2 separate regions of the Ovis aries genome follow, and region 2 is linked to region 1. A link is a contact called in public Hi-C data. All regions are on one chromosome and are shown on one strand. The core of a region is the stretch at or near the end of the contact, and the rest is flanking DNA. Distances in the headings are between cores, read along the strand shown. Region 1 holds the start of LTA4H (leukotriene A4 hydrolase). Region 2 holds the start of ELK3 (ETS transcription factor ELK3).

The links. Hi-C and Micro-C count contacts between places; a contact is called where the count stands out from the background.
Region 2: a contact with region 1 is called in a Hi-C map of skin fibroblasts, with 1.7 times the contacts expected there. The contact joins the promoter of ELK3 here to the promoter of LTA4H in region 1. A contact is called at or near these places in 9 of 16 Hi-C or Micro-C datasets (blood, hypothalamus, liver and 3 more).

Annotation. Positions count from the first base shown.
Region 1 is chr3:165,889,477-165,892,176 of ARS-UI_Ramb_v3.0, forward strand. LTA4H (leukotriene A4 hydrolase) reads right to left here and starts at 1,403. Exons shown (of 19, transcript XM_012174832.4): 1 at 1,189-1,403. The coding sequence starts at 1,347. TRNAD-GUC (transfer RNA aspartic acid (anticodon GUC)) reads left to right here and starts at 1,837; the gene lies at 1,837-1,908.
Region 2 is chr3:166,030,220-166,033,263 of ARS-UI_Ramb_v3.0, forward strand. It overlaps ELK3 (ETS transcription factor ELK3), which reads left to right and starts at 1,429. Exons shown (of 6, transcript XM_060413074.1): 1 at 1,429-3,044.

The sequences.
Region 1 (2,700 bases), core at 153-2,652:
AAATGGCAACCCACTCCAGTGTTCTTGCCTGGAGAATCCCAAGGACAGCTGAGCCTGGTGGGCTGCCGTCTATGGGGTCGCACAGAGTGGGACACGACTGAAGCAACTTAGCAGCAGCAGCAGCAGTAGCTGTCACCACACTATGCAATATATGTGGCTAGTTTTCTTGTTCCTCTTTTTTGTAAAAATCCTTATCTTTGAAATTCAAATATTATCAGACACCTTGAGTAAGAACACTGAAAATAGGCTATGTTGTACAGATAAAATAATAACACTTCACAAAGCCAAACAAGTTTTTCATCATTCTGGTGGCTAGAGAGCTTGGAGAAGTCCTTATTTTCTAAGAAAGTGCAATATTACTTGCTGCTGGGAACCAACTATTAATCAAAGCTTGAATGTCCCACCCCTCCTTAAATTATTCTCAGAGAAGGGTGATAAGAAGCGAAGGTAGGAGGAACCATGAATCGGAGACAGCTGCACCTGGAGTTATAAAGCAGAGACTGAAAGTATTACAGCAGGGCTCGGAATTCTAGGGGGTTTTAGAACTGGCAGGGAGATGGTAATCGGTCATATCCTGTAGATCTGCAGGTTGAAATAAAGGGGCCTGGGAGGGAGAGGTGGGACTGAGAATCTGCAGGACAGAGGGCCTGAGACTTAGCTGAGGGTGTGGACTGAGGAAAGTGGGCTGGGGACTGGAAGAATTCTGGGGCCTGAGGAGGGAGTTCTGGGCTCCAGGCCGAGGAAATGGGGAGACTACAGGGGGCGGCTTTAGCGCTGGGAGCTAGGATTAGCGGGGAAAGAATTCCTGCTAAGATGAATCTTGAGGGCTGGGTGAGGAGCGGGGCGTGGAATGGGCACCAGGATGTGTCCAGGAACTGCGAAGGAGGCTTTGGGGGAAAGCAGTGCAGGAGAAGGCAGGTATACAAAGTGGGTAACGAAAGAATGCAGAGACTCCAGTTGGGTTGGGAGGGATTGATATGGGATGCGTAGGGGGCTGAAGACGGGGCACTGAGAAATGAGTGGAGGCTGAAGAGGAGGTGTACAACAAGGGTTGTGGGCTGCGGAGGAGCATCTACGGATGCGTGAAGCCGGCGGGGGGCAGGCACGAGGAAGGGGCCGAAGCGGGGTGAGAGACGGGAGACGTGTAGCCAGGGAGAGGCGGGCACCCGGGAGCATGTCCCACCGTACCAGGCTGCGCAGATTGTCCTCCTGGGACTGGACGGTGAGCGCGGCGGTCCCGGTCAGTACCCGGCGAGTAAAGTCGATGCTGCAACGCAGGTGCAGGTGTTTGGTCTGGCAGACGGACGCCGGGGAGGCCAAGGAGCACGTATCCACTACCTCGGGCATGGCTGTGAGGAGTCCCGATGCACGCGACCTGCACCCCAGCTCTCAGCAACCAGACTACTCCGCTGAGCGCGAGAGAAAGGGAGAGTGAGGTAAAGAGAGGAGGAGGAATTCGCGGCGTCCGCTGGGAAAGGAAGTTCTTTGAAGTCAGCAAAGAGTAGGGTGTGGCATTGGTGGAACTACAAGTCCCATGGTGCAGTGCGACAAGGCGTGCGCTTTGCTCTCTGGGAGTGTGTGTGTGTGTCGAGGGGTGTAGAAGTGGATCGATAGTTCTCCCAAAGTGGGAGGAGGGGAGAAAAGGAGGGGAATGGAAGTTAGAGGAAGGGTAAGCAGATGGAAATAAGTGAAGGCTTTTATTTTAGTTCCATTCAACTTCAATGGAAGTTGCAATAGCAGTAGAAGAAATGTCAGGCCTACTGATGGTTATGGGTCATGAGAGGGGCGGGGTAAAAAGAGATAAGGGAACTGTCAGAGGCAGACTTCTTGTGCAATTCCTCGTTAGTATAGTGGTGAGTATCCCCGCCTGTCACGCGGGAGACCGGGGTTCGATTCCCCGACGGGGAGGTGCTGGAGCTTTTCGTTTTTTCCTTGCAGGGTTCATGCAAACATTTCAAAGGCTACTGTGAAAGAGTCAACATCAAGGTTTATATTTAAAAACCGTTTTGTGTCTGCTTTCCATGTCAGCAACCTCGTATGTACATTTCCAGGCCCTAGAGATCAAAATGAAAATAAACCACATTCTCATCTTAGAAGCTTAGAACGATTACCTCAGTATACTGCAGTGAGAGAATTCTATGATAAAGGTGTGCAGTGGGCGCATAGGGGACACAGAACTGGGGCATACTGAATGTGGGGAGGGGGTGAAGGATGACTCGCCTGAAAAATGAAACCTCAGAGTTGAAACTGGGAAAATTGGAGAAGAATGTGTCTCGAAGGACTTTGAACAGCTGGACCTTTAATCTTGAATGCGTGAATGGAGTACTCACAGAAGAATTTTAAGCAAGGGAATGACATGGTCAGACTCATGTTATTAAAGGAACACTGGTAGCATTCAGAGAATGACTGTGTGTATGTTAGTCTCCTATCTGACTCTTTACGACCCCATGGACTGTAGCCCCTCAGACTCCTCTGTCCATGGGATTGTCCAGGTAAGAATGCTGGAGTGGGTTGCCATGCCTTTCGCCAGGGGAGCTTCCCTACCCAGGCATTGAACCTGGACTTCCTGCATTTCAGGTAGAGTCCTCACAGTCAGAGCCACCAGGGAAGCCCCAGAAAATAGGGATGAGGCATCAAAACCAGAGTCAGGAGATTTGGAAATGGCCAGGCTTCCCTGGTGCCTCAGATGGTAAAGAATCC
Region 2 (3,044 bases), core at 179-2,678, 140 kb after region 1:
GGCCAGAAGCTGAACAGTTGGGGCTGGAGCCCAGGACTGGGGTGGGGGATCCTTCCACCGGCCCCCTCCTCTAAGCCTCAGGGCAGTGGATGAGCTCCCTCGTTAGAGCCTGGCCTGAGCCTTTCGAGGCGGGTGTCCTTGTGGGAGAATAGTGTGGTGTGGGGTCCAGTTTTGAGACCACGGAGCCTTCCTCCGAAGCCTCAGTCCCTGGGCCCCAGGTCGCTGCTCATTTCCCTCTGGAGTCCCCTTAGCAGGCAGGAAAGGTCGGGCCGGGGGTAGGCCATAGCGAACGGCCAGACAGGGCTCTTCTGGAGAATCCTGGCTTCCAGTTTGTGGCTTCTCATCCTTTTCCCCCAAAGTGGGCCCCCTACTCTGAGCGCTGGCTTTTTTTTTTTTTCTCAGACAAAACCCGAGTCTCCTTTTTTGCACATGCAACAAACATCTTCTCCTCCTTAGCAATCACGCCCCCACCACGATCAAAGCAGCCCTTTGGCCCAGAGCACCGAGACCCCACTCCCAATGCCCCTCGGCCCCATCGCTCTTTCATCCCAGCTGACATTAAACAGCAAATCCAGCCGCCTCCCCACTTTGGGCCTCCGCGTCCAGACCAACCCGGCAGGGCAAGCCCCCACGGCGGCGCCCAGCGTAGTCCCCAGCCCAGGGACCCCCGGTGTGTGTGTGGGGGGGGGGGGGTTGGTTAGAGGGTGGGGAAGAGGGACCCCCCGGCCCCGGCCGCCACCCAAGGTCAGCCCCTGAGCGCGCCGGGGCAGCTCCTCCGGGTTTCTGGCCGACTTGCCCGCCCCCCCGTGGGGAGGGGCTGCGGCCACTCGGAGTCGCCAGGGGTCCGGAGGCTCCTCCCCGGGGGTGGCCGAGCAGGAAGCGGGGAGCGCGGCGGGCGGGGGCGCGGGCTCGGTGCGGGGCCCGGGGCGGCGGAGTATGCGCGGGCCTCGGCGGCCAGCCCCGGCGCACAGCCGCGGCCGGGGCGCGCGGCGCGGGGCGGAAAAGCCTGTTTACACAGACTGCACACCGCCTGGGGAATAATGCAGTAAAGGAAGTGAGCCGGCTCGGCCTGACTGCTCCAACTTCCTGCTCTCACACACACCAGAGGGGGGGAAGAAAAAAAAAAGAGGAGCGAGAGAAAGAAAAAAAAAGGGGGGGAAATCAGGATCTCATTACAAGAGCAACAGACCGTCTGCAGACGCCTGTCAGCATGGAAAGTCGGGGGCTTTCGCCTGGTTCCTCCTAGAAATTCCCCCGAAGAAGGATCTTGAAAGCTCCTCCACAACTGGGTAGGTAGTAGGGTTCGTGCCTGTTGCTCGGACACTTGCAAAGTTTCGTGGGGGTTGGTTTGTGTGTTGTTGTGTTTTTTTTTTTTTCCTTTCCTTTCTTCTGTGTGGTTTGGTGGGGGTGGGGCGGGTGGGCACCGCTAGGAGGCTGCAGGCCCGGGGGCTGCGGGGAGGCCGCGGGGAGTGGGCGCCGCGGGATGTTCCTGCGCCTGGGTCCGCGCGCGCCGGCCCCGGGGGCTGCGGCCACCCGGCGCGGGCACACCCCGCCCTGGGCTATGCTGCGAGCCCGGAGGAGGGGGCGCGCCGGAGGAGCGGGGGACGGTGAGACTTGGGGTACCCGGGAGGATCGGTGACTGGAGCAGGCTGCGTGCCTGGAGGCTGGACCACCGCTGACCTTCGAGGGGGGCTGGGACTTCCTCGGGGTTGCATTGGGTTACGGATGCTCGGATTCAGGGAGAACAGGGGTGGGGAGGGAAGAGGAGGGCGTGGGGAGCCGAACGGCGGGGCTGGGGGCCGCGTCCCCTCTGGCTCGGCAGGTGACCCCCAGCCCGGGTCGCCGCCCCAGGCGCACGCCCAACTGGACCTTATAAAGCCGGCAGTCATTACTGGACACGATTTGGGAGGAGGACCCGGCAGGCAGGCGATGGTCTTGGAGCCCCCAGCAGTTTGGGATGGGGCTCTTCAACTTGCAACTGAATGTTGGCCTGTAATGCTACTGTAACTTTAGAGGGTAGGAATCACAATTTTGGAGGGTTAAAAGACAAATCGGAGGTCTGGATTTTTGTTACGTTTTCTGAACCGAATCATCTTGAGGACAAGCTGCAGTTAGGCGGCGGGTGGGGGTGGGAGAAAGAAATGTTATTTCAGAAACTGCAAAAGGGGCTTTTTAGAAGAAGAAGAAAAAAAAAAAAGAAACGAGTGTCGGGAGAGTTTCTGGCTTGTCTGGAAACGGCAAGACTAATTGCCATGCGCTTCCGCTTTGAAACTGGCAGCAGACAGCATCTTGAAAATGACTCACTAGAGGAGCTCACAAAGAAACTGTGGTTTGCTCCTTCTCAGGTTTATATATTTGTGCCTTTTACAGTTTCCTTTGTAGTGTTCGAGGGGTCACCCGCCCCTTCCCCGCCGGCCCCCTCCCACCCTCCCGCTTTTGGAAGCCCCTGGAGGGTCTTTAACTCCCCCAGCACCCCAGCCGGGAGATGGGGGACGCCGGGAGAGGCTGAGTTGTTTTTGGAGTTGGCTGGGGAGAGGGTTAAAGGGATTCTGCTGCTGCAGGGGGAAAAAGTTCCCTGAATTTTCCACTGGCTGCTGCAGGAAGAGAGCCCCTTTAGTCATTGCTAAGTAATGTCTGCACACACACCAACTAATCTCATTAGGAGTTTCCGCTGCTCAGCACAGGAGGGGTTTTGTGCAGCCACTGTCAGCCGGGGGAACCCTGCGCTGGAGACCGAGACAAGTTACGGCTTTATTTACTTAGAGGGGCAAGTCGCCCAACGAACCATTTCAGGGAAGCATCTTAAACTTTGAAGTCATTTTGGATTTTGGGCTTACAAGGTTTTGCTCTCCTAGCTGTCCGTGCGCGCGCGCGCGCGCGCCTGTGTGTGTGTGTGAAGTTTCTATTACCCAAGCAGCTCAAACACACCCATCCTCTCTCATCTGTGCTTCAGTTGGAGGGGGAGGGGGGTGCGGCGGAGGTGATGAGAAACCGAGCGTGTTCCAGGCATCTATTAATGAGCTCAAATTGATTTCTGAGTCTTA